2 separate regions of the Arachis hypogaea genome follow, and region 1 is linked to region 2. Evidence: chromatin contacts called from public Hi-C data. All regions are on one chromosome and are shown on one strand. Each heading gives the region's core, a stretch centred on a gene start, on an enhancer-like site or on the middle of the called end of the contact. The rest is flanking DNA. Distances are from core to core; before and after follow the strand shown. Region 1 holds the start of LOC112697097 (histone-lysine N-methyltransferase, H3 lysine-9 specific SUVH4). Region 2 holds the start of LOC112697090 (cytochrome b-c1 complex subunit Rieske-4, mitochondrial-like).

Region 1 (6,227 bases), core at 1,261-3,760, 200 kb before region 2:
GGAAGTAATCACAATAGGAAATTATGATAATCAATGACTTATAAGAAATAACTCCTACCTGGTTTGATACATAGAAAATAAAAAATAACACTGTTATTATGGCAAATGACAAAAGACATGAAAACACAAGAAGACAAAACCACAAACCTGGAAGGTCACCAATTCTTTTCTCGGGGTACAAAATCTCATTATTCGTCATCATCTGCCGAAAATCCCAATTTTCAAGGTAATGTCAAAAAATAAGATGTAGGATTGCACAGTAAAATTTAATCAATATCGTTTAATCAAAACCAAGCATCGTTCCAACTTAGTAATAAAACCCAACATGATAAATCACTTGGAGAAAGAAAACAACTTTTGGCATCTATAATGCAGAAAAGGGGGAAGAGGCACTAGAAATAAAAGAACTGGAACCATATAAGGCAACAATTTAAATAAAATGAAAAAACGAAAAACACAACTACTACAAACAAGAGACGAATAAAAGCTAGCTCTAATGCCATGTTATTGATGAAATCAAGAAGGCAATTTTTATACTAGATCATCATATTTCAATATAATGTCATTATACTTAAATTAAGATGTCAATAAAAAACAATCAAGTCACTGAATTCTGACTTACCATGGATAGTGCCTTTAGATCAGGTCGCTGATGAGTTTTCTTAACTTCAAGTGGTCCCGCTTTCTATACAGATAAACATGTCAAATTTATCACATTAAAAGAATTCAGTAAAGCATTCAGATTTAATTAAGTATACCAGGAATAGGACAATGATAAAGTAAACCCTCAAATTGATCCATGGAATTCTGATGTTTAAAAGATTACCATTCTCATTTTAGTGAGCAACACTTTTTTTGGTCAAATAAGTTTATTCCTGTTAGAAAAATCAGTCACTAGTATCATATTCAAATTATTCTCTAACATATTGAATTTAACTTAGAAAAATGCTAGGGGACCATCAGAAATTGTTTTTTGCCATCACTTAGTCATCAACTCAATCCCTTTAGTCTAGTTCCTTTAGTCTAGTAATTCAACAACATATTTTATACCATACTTTTAAACATTGATTACTAATTAATGGCTAAAAACAATAAATTCTACTATCCCTCTAGCATTCCTCTTTAACTTAAAGGACTATTGTTATCATTGTTTGCAAACAACCTATGTCCGCCATGAAACCAGGGACTCAGATAGATAAGAGAATCCACAAGTAACAAGTGATTAACGAGAATCCAACCTTCGATTTTGAAGACTTTGACTTCTTAGCAGCTTCAGATTCAGCCTTCGCTTTCCCACACCTCTTCTCTTCCTCCTGTAAATACCAAAAAGATGCTCAAACAAGAGCTATTACCACTGACTATTCCTCTAACAAACTAAAATGAAAGCAGCTACAAGCAAATTATAATATTTCTACCGGAATTCACCATTACCCACACAAATGCAAACAACAGAGAAGCAACAAAATCAGCAGCAGCAAATTCAGAACCAATAGAACTAACCTGAACAAAATGAAGGTAATGCTTGTTGTAGACCCTAATAGTCTCCTTCACCCTTAAGGCAGCTCCTTTATTTTCAGCAGAATTAGCCACAGCATTCTCAGAATCCCCTACTCCATTTTGATCCTGCATAAACGGGCGCCTATTCGGCTTCTTCGCCAAGGAAGAAGCAACACCTCCCTCTCCCTCGCCAACACCATCCTCGTTTCCGCTGCCATTGTTCCCCTTCTTTGGGGAAGCAACGCCAACAACAACCTCTCCCTCTCCCAAGTACTCCCCATTCCTCACGCGCTTCTTGCTCCACTTCTTCGCCACTTTCACACGTTTCTCCTCTTTTTCTTTCTCTTCTTCTACTACCACCGCTCCACGGCGAGCATGAAGCTCCTCCTCGGCCTTCTGCTTCGCCGCTTGGATTCTCGCACTGGCTCTGCGCTGCACCGACATGTCCTTCGCCACGTTCTTCTTCTCTACCGTTTCGTCACTGTTCCTCGCCGGCATTTCGAAATCAGAGCTCTTTTCCGTCTTCGGAACCATCGAATATTGAGAATAAACGCCGCCGAGCACGATTGAGTTCTGAATAAGCGCAACTGCACCTTCAACCTGCAAGCATGCAAATCTGCAAGACAGAAATGAAAACGAGAAAAACTAAAATCAATACCGAAATGCAAGAAACTCAGAGCAGTGATCGAGAAGATAAACACCGAAACCATTGAAGATTTTACGAAATGAGCGAAAAACCTCGAAGTGTAGCTTGGATTAGAAGCTCCTAGGGTTTGGGGAGAAGGAAAGAGAGAATGCAGAGAGAGTGTTGTCAAGGGAGAGAGAAAACGAGAAGACGCAATGTTTCGTCCCGTGTTATTAATAATAGGCTCCACTGTCCGAGAACTAGAGTGGACTGTGGACTCTTGAAATTCTTTTTCAAATTAATTTTATTTGTTTTTTTTTTTCTTTTGGTTATTTTTCTTTTGGTTGCCTTTTGGATTCCCGCTTCGGACTTTGATTTCCCTCCTCGTAAGCACACACGAATGGTAACGCGTGTTTGAAATATACGATTCGGAAATAATAAGACAAAATGATTCAATATTTATTATTGTTTTTGTTTTTGTTATTACTTATTACTTATTACATTACATTTAGCGTAAAACAACAAAAATGCATTAGAATTATTTTATCACTGATAAAAATATTTTGAATTTTATTATTAGTAAAAATATTCGTAAATAATTTAAAAATATCAGTCATTGTCAAAGACATGCTTTTTTAATAAAAAAAAAATGTGACTGACTAACAGAATATTTTATATAATAAATGAGATTCTGATATTCTCTAATTGACACATTATTCTTTTTTTATTAATATAAAATATTTCAGTTTATAAAAGTGTATTTTTATTATATTTTTAAATAATTTAAAGATATTTTTATTAATAATAAATTTTAAAAATATTTTTATTAATAACAAAATAATTCAAGTACATTCTTATTAGTTTACCCTATTATATTATATTAATCTTTTAGTTACTCCAATGTTCTTAGAAAATTGTTAACAAATTAATTTTTTATATATTATTAGATAATAAAATTAATTGTACAAGCATTTAGCATATGAATAAACTTTTTTAAATATTTTATTTGAAAATATCGCATTTGAAAAACACTCTAGATATTCATCTTTCTATCAAAAATATATTAATCTTAAATCATAAAATTAAATACATATTAATTGTTAAAAGTAAAAAAAAAAAACACATTAATCAACTTTCTTTATATGTTCCAATCTTAGAGATATTTATCTACTTTTTATTTCTATATTTTTAAAATATCAAAAAATTGTTTATTATCAATATTAGATATTTCTCTTTCTTCTTCTAAAATGAGAAAATTAATCAAGTAAAAAAGTGAAGATTACCCTTAAACTAAGATAGTGAAAATTATAAATTTAATAGTAATTAACTACTTACTTTAATATTTTACAATTCTTCTCATGTTAAAAAAAATTTCTCTTTTTTTATATGTATGTCACTAAACATTATGCAACCACACATTTTGCATTTGATTACGAAATTAACTTTTTCTGATCAAAACTAATTTTAATAGGAGAAACACTCATAAATAAATAATATGCTTTATTATTTCAACAAATTATTGAGATATTTTATTAATCTCTTTTATGATTTAGAGTTGATTATTAAAATACATATATAATACAAAATTCTTAATTTGACTATCAGATATCAAAAGTGAGAAAAAGAAAATTCACATGGATAAAATTCAACTAAATAAATCAATTTTTTTATCAAATGCAGAAAATAAATTATTTGGATTTAAACAAATTATGAAAAAAGTAACTCGGTATTTATTTTTGTAAAATAATTATTAAATTCTTAAAGTTATTAACAACCACTTGATAAAATAACTTAATTTAAAAATGGTACAAGTTTGAGATTTTTTGAATTTTGTATCTTAATCTTCTTTGTATTATAAATATATTATCTGTATTTAAAACATAAATATTCTAATGACTATCAGAAAATAATAAAATTTCATTGAGCAAAAGAGGTCAACCAGGACAAAGTTAGGCCATATTTGAAGGTGGTCAAATCTTATGCGAAGGAAAAATAATAGTCATCAATTAGAGGATGAGAAAAAACTATTAGAAAGTATATTTGAGTAATTAAATTATTTTAAATTTTTTTCAAAATGTGTTGTTAAAAAACTTTTGTATATGATATAACCTTTGTATAATATATACTGATATATGGCAAATTAAAAAAATATAATAATAAAAAAACTTGTGTTTAAAATATTTTTTACTTATAAACTAACTTAATTTTTATTTTAAAAATAAATAAGAGTCTCATTCAAATAAAAAACTAACCAATAAAATTTGAAAAGAGAAGCAGTTTAGGATTTTTTTTTGGAGTAATTAACCTCCAACCCCTTTATTTTCAATACCTTTAATTAAAAATGTCTATATATTTATTAATGAATTAAAAATTTGGTAACGAGGCAACAGTTTAAAAGAATAACCAAATTCTCAAAGTAATATTCAATTTTGTCTTTAAATTTATATATGAGCCTTAATTTATTTTTTAAAAATTTAATTATTTTTATTTAGTTTTTAAACTTTACGAACATAATTTATGTTAATTTTTAAAACATTTTTTAACATACAGACAATAACAGAATATTGTGGTAAACAGTTGAATGTCATATTAGATTCTATAAAATAATGTCGTTTTAATTTTAACACTCAAATAATTCAAAAATAATATTTAAGTAGTGTTTATTAAAATTTTAATTATCTAACAAAATAAGTGATATAACATCGTATTTAGATTATTTAAATGTCAAAATTAAAACTATATTTTTATCAATTTTAACATAGTATCTAACTGTATATATCGCTTCATTAATATTTTTGTACTGAAATCATCCTAAAAACTAATGTGAAGTATATTTATAAAATTTAAAAATCATATAAAAAACAATTAAAATTTTAAAAATTAAATTAAAGTTTATATACAAAATTCAGGAACTGAATATTAACTCCAAATTTTCATAATTAATTACAATTTTGGGGGAGGCCACCGCTGTTTTAGCAACACACAGTTTTGTCCATGATGTCAACTATCATTTATACTTTGTAATTATTACTTGGCCACTTTAATCAACGTCATGATATTTATAATTTATTGCTCACTTCTTTATGATGGTTGAGACAATTTATTAACAACTCTCAATATATTTTTCATCACATATAAATTAAATATAAATTCAAAATATATCAAACCAAACAACATTAAATTTTTAAATAGAAATTTCATGATATATGTTTGCAAAAAAATTTTAGTTGATAACTCTTTTTTCAAATAAGCTTATCTAATTTTATCTTCATCAATTAGTTCATAAATTAAAATCTTAGATCAATCTCTAAGATTAGCTATTAAGATTTTTCTATTGAATCCTAAGAATTTTTTATTGAAATAAACTAATCGAATGATTAGCCATGCGGTAGCTGTGCCTGGTATTTTTCATCCGAGACGAGAAATCTGACAGTTGATTAGTCGTACAGAAATCGTAGAGGACTATTTTCATTGAGAGGACGGGAGGTATCCATTGATAACGATGATCCCCAACATACAGCTTGCCATGGAAAGGAGTATGAATGATTGAATGAAAACAGTAGGAAAGTAGAGATTCAGAAGGAAGAACGCATCTCCATACGCTTATCTGAAATTCCCACCAATGAATTACATAAGTATCTCTATCTTTATTTTATGTTTATTTATCTTTTAATTATCAAAACTCTATAACCATCTGAATCCGCCTGACTGAGATTTATAAGATGACCATAGCTTGCTTCAAGCCGACAATCTCCGTGAGATCGACTCTTACTCACGTAAGATATTACTTGGACGACCCAGTGCACTTGCTGGTCAGCTGTGCGAAGTTGTGAAGAGACGTGTGAATCATGGTATTGTGCACCAAGTTCTTGAAGTCATGCCTCGTGATAACAATTTCGTGCACCAACAATATACGCGATGCAATCACTCCCCATTGTTTTGCAATCTCGCGTATGCGGACACAGTCTCGCATACGCAAGCCCCATATTTTAGCCAAAAATGATATTTTTGAATGTTAAGTCAATGCTCTATCTTTTTGAACCTCGCTTACACTTGTTTAAGGTCCGTTAGTAAGTTTTTAAGCCTTAGAATAAGGATGAGTTCG
Region 2 (7,212 bases), core at 572-3,071:
TGCACAATTGAAAGCACAATACTCAGTCAAATAATAAACTACATAATATTTACCAATCAATCTCAATCAGCTTCACTAATGACCTTTTCTTTCTTTCTCCTTTTCTTTTCTTTTTATTTTTATACCTTTTAATATTTGTAAGTGAATAACACGCTTTCATTATGAATTATTGAACCACAGAAACAGTTCCACGGAAGCCTAACTTATGATTAACAGAACTCTTGAATAAACAACCTTTTGTGAGCTATTGAACTAGTGATATCGGAGGGGCAAATAATAGGATGGCAGCCAATTTCATTATGAATTATTGAAGCAGTTATGGGGACGCCTAACTCAACAATAACAGAAATTATTGATTAAACAATCTCTTGTGAACTATTCAACTAGTGATATACTGATACAGGAAGGGCAAATCATAAGATGGAACACAATTTGGTTATGTACTATTGGATCAGTTCTGGGGAAGCCTAAACTTATGAATAATGAAATTCTTGAATAAACAATCTCTTGAGAACTATTGAACTAGTGATATAGGAAGGGTAGATCATAGAATGGCACAAACAAATACCTTACAGCATACACATATAACAATCATGAAGATAATCAAGCCCCAATCAGAGCACAAACACTCAACTGCATGATTTGAATTACATAAAGTTCAGAATTAGAAATGGAATTTACTAGTTATTAGCAGCACAAATAGATGTATACACAGTCTGGGAGTAATTTGTTTAAGATTGTAGTTCATGTACAAGCTACTCTCGATTTTAGAAAGAAAGCTCCCCAGTTGGTATGTTCTATACTTCCATAATTTTTCATTGGTAATGCAATCTCTTATACATTCATGTCACTTGATGTTTTTAATATATCCAGAGCCTATATTACAACTAAATGTGTCACTCTAGTTTCCACTAGAAATGATGTATAATAACAACAAAACCAACAATGAAGCATAATCTGTTATACTTCAGAAGAACAGCATACTAGACTTGGGCAAATTTTGCTACTTATATATTCACTCAATATAACACTCTTGAAAAGCTTTTGGTAAGAAGATATTTTCAACACAACATGATAGTTCAAATGCTCGGTGGATTTAAATTCTATGCAAGACATGTCTCGCTGCCCTGAAATCAAAATTCAAAATTCCAAAAGAAGAAAAATACGAGCACTATTCAACGCCATCTTTTATCCTTCTGTTCTTTGGGCACAAAATAGCACGTGTAGAAGAACACCACCACCAACAATCACTACCACCCCCCAAATCCCAAACAAATGTCCGATTGCAATCAGCAAAAAACACGCTCACAATACATAAACTTCGAATCTAGACACCAACCAAGAACGAGTTAAATGATTTGCGTAAAGCAACTACCGATACTACGATATGGCGAATAACAATAAAATCAGGTTGGCGCATAAGCACATAAACATACCGAACAGACAAAAGCATCAAATCAAGGGCACGGGGCAGAAATAATCACAAATCAACTTGTCTGGTCTCTTTTGATTTGGAGCTGAAACAAAAATGTATATGGAAAGGGAAAGGGAAAGAGGGAGAAAACCCTAACCTCGGAATGGGAGAAAGAATTGGGGTTGGGGAGCGGATCCGCGATCGTGGGAGTCATAGTGAGGGGCGATGGGGTTCCGAGAGACGAAGGCAGAGGCGGCATGGTTAGCTCTCCATGAAGACGATGACAGAGAAGACAACCTCTTTGCTGCAACCCTCAACATCTTCCTGCGATTCTTTTTTTTCTACTGATTTCCTCCCTTTTCACTTTTGCTGCCTCTATTCTGTGGAAAGAGGCGATGGGTCCCCATGATTTGGGATTTAATAATGGTTAGTTTGGATTGGTTATGAGAAAATTACTTATTTTTTTATTTTTTTAAAGAGTAAACATTTAATTAGTTTTGTCCATTTTTTTGAACGATAAAGCGGTTTTTGTTTAAAAAAAAGACACTTCGATTCTTAATTTTTTTAATTTTGAGATAATACGATCTTTCTGTTAAAAAATTTATTAAATAATAATAAAAATTAATTATTACTACTACTACTATCTTCTTTATCCTCGTTATTATCACTCATACTTCTATTATTTTTATTCTATAACTATATTTTATCATCATCATTATTTCTTCTATTGTCATCATTACTAATACTAATATTGTTAACATTAAAGTTCTCCTCTTTTATTTTTTATTTAATGTTATTTTTTTCTTTTAAAAAGATAGAATTATAATGTGATTAATCTAGTCACGTGAACTAAAGAATAAATTTTTTATTCGGTCTCACAAATTTTAATGTTGAATAATCTTGTCTTTCACTATTTTCTTTTTCCATTATAATTGAAAAATAAAAAATGAAAGAAGAAAACTTTGATGTTGATAATATTAGTATTAGTGATGATGACGGTAAAAGAGATAATGATAATGATAAAGTATAGTTACACAATAAAAATAATAAAAGTAGGAGTGATAATAATGAAGATGAAGAAGATAATACTAGTTCTGGTAGTAAGTAGTTATATTGTTAAAAAGAATTTTGTGGGGATTTAAAACCTCCCACCAAACTAATTTTTATTATTATTTAATAATTTTTTTTAACAGAGAGATCGTATTGTCCCAAAATAAAAAGGTTGAGGATCGAAATGTTTCTTTTTTTATAGAGGTCGCTTTGTACTTTGTAAAAATGGACAAGGACCGCATTGAGTATTTACTCTTTTTTAAAAAAAAATTTAATAGATAAAAATTATTTTATATATAGATAATTTTTTAACTATGAAGTATGGCGTTGAGTTATTGTGTTTATATATCGGGCACACTTCGAACATTACGTTCATCGATACTCATTCGATACACATGTCTGCTATATTCAATTATGTTTTCATAAAAAATAAAAAAGTTTTTTTCAGATATACTTAAACACACTTAAATACCATCACGTGTTAGCGTATACAGCTTTATTCTTAACATGTATTCTTAAAATGAGTTTAGAAATAATATATATTATTATTTATTAAAATAAAAAATATTTTAAATACTTTATATAGCTAAAAGAAGACATTAAAAACAGTTAAAAAGTTATTTTATTTTTTAATATTAATAAAATATGAAAATACCATTGTAATTTATCCAAAAAATACTTTATATTTTATATATATGTCCTGTTCCCGTGTCTTATAATATTTTAAAATTTGTGTGTCCGCGTCCCATATCCGTGTCGGTGTCCATGTATCATAACTTTTTAAAAAGAGCTTTTAAGTATTAAGTGTTTGTTTGGGTGCTATTATCTTGATTAAAAAAAATATCTTTTTTCAATGAAAAAATGTCTTTTTTATTTTTTAGCGTGTTTGGCAAATTTCTAGTAGTAAAAGTAAAAGTATTAGAAAAATAAAAATAAAAAACATCTTTTTTGAGAAGCTGTAATTTACATCTTTTTTTTAAAAGATCTTTTTTCTTTAAAAAAAGATATTTTTCATGTAATAAATAAACAAAAAGTACTTTTATATTGTTATACCCAAACATAATTGATAGATGAAAAGATCTTTTAAAAAAAGAGAACTCAAAAAAAAAATTTTAGAAGTTCACCCAAACAAGCCCTAAACGTCTTTTGCTTTTTTTTAAAAATAAGGTATTGCTAGCTTTTAGAAAAAGTAATTAATTTGCTTTTTTAATAAAAATACTTTGTTTAAAAGATGTATCCAAATAGGTTTTAAATTGAATAAAAGTATTTTATTTAAAAAAAGGTACTTTTTTATTAAAAAAACTAATCCAAACTAGCACTAAGTTAGCTACAAAAAAAAAAAGCTGAATAGAAGAAACAACTAAATAAAAAATGTCAAATAAAAAGTTCATGTTTAAAACTATTGTAAAAGATAATAATAGAAGTGTCAATTAGAGCACGATATTTAAAACGATCTAATTTTCAGCATGTCATGACTAATGATAGTCATTAAGTATTACTATTTAGTTGACTTTAAGACTCTTAGACTATATATTAGTTATATTAATATGAGTGAGCCTGCAGCATGCGTTATAATAATAAGTAAACCAAGTCTATTGATATTAGTACAATAGTTAAGCATATAACATATTCATGATAAAAACAAAAACGTATAGATAAATATATCACATAAGTGTCGGAAGGCTAAGTTTCATACAATGTGATCTAATAGCTAATAATCCATCACAAGTTTCACTGATATCATTGATTCTAGCACTGCATCGAATCACTCGGGATATATGGACCGCATATCGAAAGAAGACTCTGGCTCGAGCTCCATCAAGTATAGTGACTGAGGAGGAAAAGAGAAGTTAAAACCTCTCGGATGTAGCTCAAACAGTAGAAAATCGTACGGCACATCAGGATCAAACTTCTGACTAAAAAGAGAGTGAGAGAAAGGTCTCTCAAAAAGAACATATGGGCAGGAGTGAACATCGTTCCATATGGTTGTCCCACCCCATAGGAGGTCCAAGTAGTAGTACGGTGCAGAGACCTCAAAGAAGATGATTCTTGATCCCATTTGCAGAGTGGGAAAGAAGGTGGGTGAGAACCAAAGATTTCCAGCAAGCTAATACAGAAAATAGAGAGATTTCATACTAAGTCTCGATTTTGTGAAAAATTAAACATTTACATACTAAGTCTACGTTTATTGAGGTCATTCCGATAAAGGACACATACAAGCAGTAAATCAAGTAGATAACAGAATATAATTAGCAAACACAAGCACGTAATTTCAGTCAGCAAGAGAATGCACAATAAGATATGATGCGAATTTGTTCCTATCGCAGGCCATGAGCTCATGCGTCAGTTGACTACACACAACTCAACGTTACTCAACCCTAAATCCAGATATGGTCACTCAACTGCATACAATCAGGATATGTGCCTCACGAGAATTGTCCTTTTGTATACAGTCATGGCACTTGGCATATAGCCCTTAATATGAATACAGTTGAAAAACTCTTCATATGGTGGGCGACCTATGCCATACAATTACTGGCTAAACGGTATAGAATTTCACACTACTAGGCAGCCCTTAAGCACTTTGGGGTTTACGTTTCTCTTTAGGACACAATATAATGATTATTGAAGGGCCCTTTTGTCCTTGATCCTTTAAGAAATGTGAAGTGCTCCTTGATATAGTGGTGTAGGAATGCATGAAACAAAGCTAGTTTTCTCTTTTTTTCTCACTTAAGGCTTCGACCTCTTCTCACTTTTCTCTTTATATTTTCTTTCTTCTCTCACTTACTAATTTTGTTTAGAGTGGTGTGAAATAAAAAAATATGAGAATGGTGGAGAAAGAGTTTATGTCTTATGAGAATTAATGACAATTTAAGAATTCTAGTCATCGCTTAGTGGATAACCTTATCCTTAGTAATTTTCTAATGTAAAAAATTAATTAATTAGAGAGAGAGAGAGAGAAATTAATTAATTAGAGAGAGAGAGAGAGAGAGATGTTTAAGAATAGTATATTAGGTTTAAGTGAGTCTTAAGGAAGTATTTTACCTCATGGTAAAATATGAGTGGACAAGATTTAATTAAGAAGGTAGTTTTTAGGAATGAGTGGTTGGAAATTTTTCTTGGAGAAGGAAAAAACCAGATTTAATTAAGAAGGTAGTTTTTAGGAATGAGTGGTTGGAAATTTTTTTTGGAGAAGAAAAAAACCAAGGTAGTAAATTTTCACTAACAAGTTTTTACGATTTTCTGTGAAACTAATTAATTAACCTGGTTTGACTTTGATTGGCATTAATTATAATCCCAGTTCTAGAATATCTCTAGGATATTGTAAAGAGGGTAATAGATAAAATTATCCGTGAAATTGAAATTATTTATTTATTTATAATTTTAAAAAAAAGAAGGTTGTTACAATATTTTGCTTCTGTGCTTGATCGAGCGGTAAAAGTTTATTTCTTGGCACGTTAGGTGATTAGAGAGTCACCGAAAAGCAAATAATAGCCAGTAGTAAGCAATGATTAGTGAAGTCATCAGCCCAATCAACATCTGAATATGCTTGAAGGGTTAAAGAAGACTGAACAGAAAAATAAAGACCTTGAAACATAGTACCCTTGACATAGCGAAGAATCCGAAGAACAACGGCATAATGAGTAATGCGTGGTGCTGATAAGAACTGGCTAACAACATGAACAGCACAGGCAATATCTAGTCGATAAGCTTGTTTAAGACCATAAAGTGTCTTGCAAAAAAAATAAAACTTTGTTAGGAGAATAAGAATATCTCGGAGAAGGTTTCATATAGACTTTCTTTTTCAAGTCACCATTGAGAAAAGCATTTTTCACATTCATCTGACATATAGACCATTTGCAAACTGTAGTAATTTCAAGAAAAACTTGAACATATGTGAGTCGAGCAAGAAGAGCAAAAGTCTCTTCATAATTAATACCATACTCTTTAGTGCATCCTTGAGCAACCAAACGAGTCTTACACCTATTAATAAAGAGTGAGTCTTGATTTCGTAAATCTATCTGCTATCCACAACTTCTTGATTAGAAAAACAATCAACCAAATTCCAAGTGTGTGATTTATCTAATGCCTAAATTTATTCCTCCGCCGTCAATTTGAATCTTTGAAAGCTTCCTTAATGACCTAGGTTCATGAATGTGAAGGATAGTAGCAAAACAATGATAATGATAAAGATGTGGAGGTAGATTTCTTACCCTAATATTGTGAGTGGTCGTAGGAAGAAGGATCATAGGAGCAGGATCATCGTTCAACCTTGGATAATTGGGAGTAGTAGAAGGTACATGAATAGGAGGCTCATGAGGTGAACTTGTCACAATGCTTGTATTATCATCACTAGAGAAAAAATCAACACTAGGATTAGTAAAGAAAGGTGAATAAGTAGAAGGAATAGAATGAAAGTAGGAAAAACTAAAAAACATGTGATATTTCCATAATACAACATGTGAAGATATATATTTTCGGCGAGATATAGGATCCCTACAACGATAACCTTTATGCTCAGTTTTGTAACCAAGGAGACAACATAGGCAAATCCGAGGTTCAAGTTTATTATGTTCATGGGGCTGAAGGAGAACAAAATAGACACAACCAAAAATTCGAAGCGAACTATAGTTTGGTGAAGTATTATAGAGACGCTAAAAAGGAGTAATGTTAGATAGAACAGAGGAAGGATAACGATTGATAACATGGAAAACAATGAGTACAGCTTCACTTCAAACATGTTTAGG

The links. Hi-C and Micro-C count contacts between places; a contact is called where the count stands out from the background.
Region 1: a Hi-C map of leaf shows a contact between it and region 2, with 1.8 times the contacts expected there. The contact joins the promoter of LOC112697097 here to the promoter of LOC112697090 in region 2. A contact is called at or near these places in 2 of 8 Hi-C or Micro-C datasets (both in leaf).

Annotation. Positions count from the first base shown.
Region 1 is chr6:98,818,445-98,824,671 of arahy.Tifrunner.gnm2.J5K5, reverse strand. LOC112697097 (histone-lysine N-methyltransferase, H3 lysine-9 specific SUVH4) reads right to left here and starts at 2,510. Exons shown (of 16, transcript XM_025750104.3): 1 at 2,236-2,510; 2 at 1,501-2,113; 3 at 1,239-1,313; 4 at 623-685; 5 at 148-202. The coding sequence starts at 2,031.
Region 2 is chr6:98,613,210-98,620,421 of arahy.Tifrunner.gnm2.J5K5, reverse strand. It overlaps LOC112697090 (cytochrome b-c1 complex subunit Rieske-4, mitochondrial-like), which reads right to left and starts at 1,821. Exons shown (of 2, transcript XM_025750094.3): 1 at 1,572-1,821. The coding sequence starts at 1,734.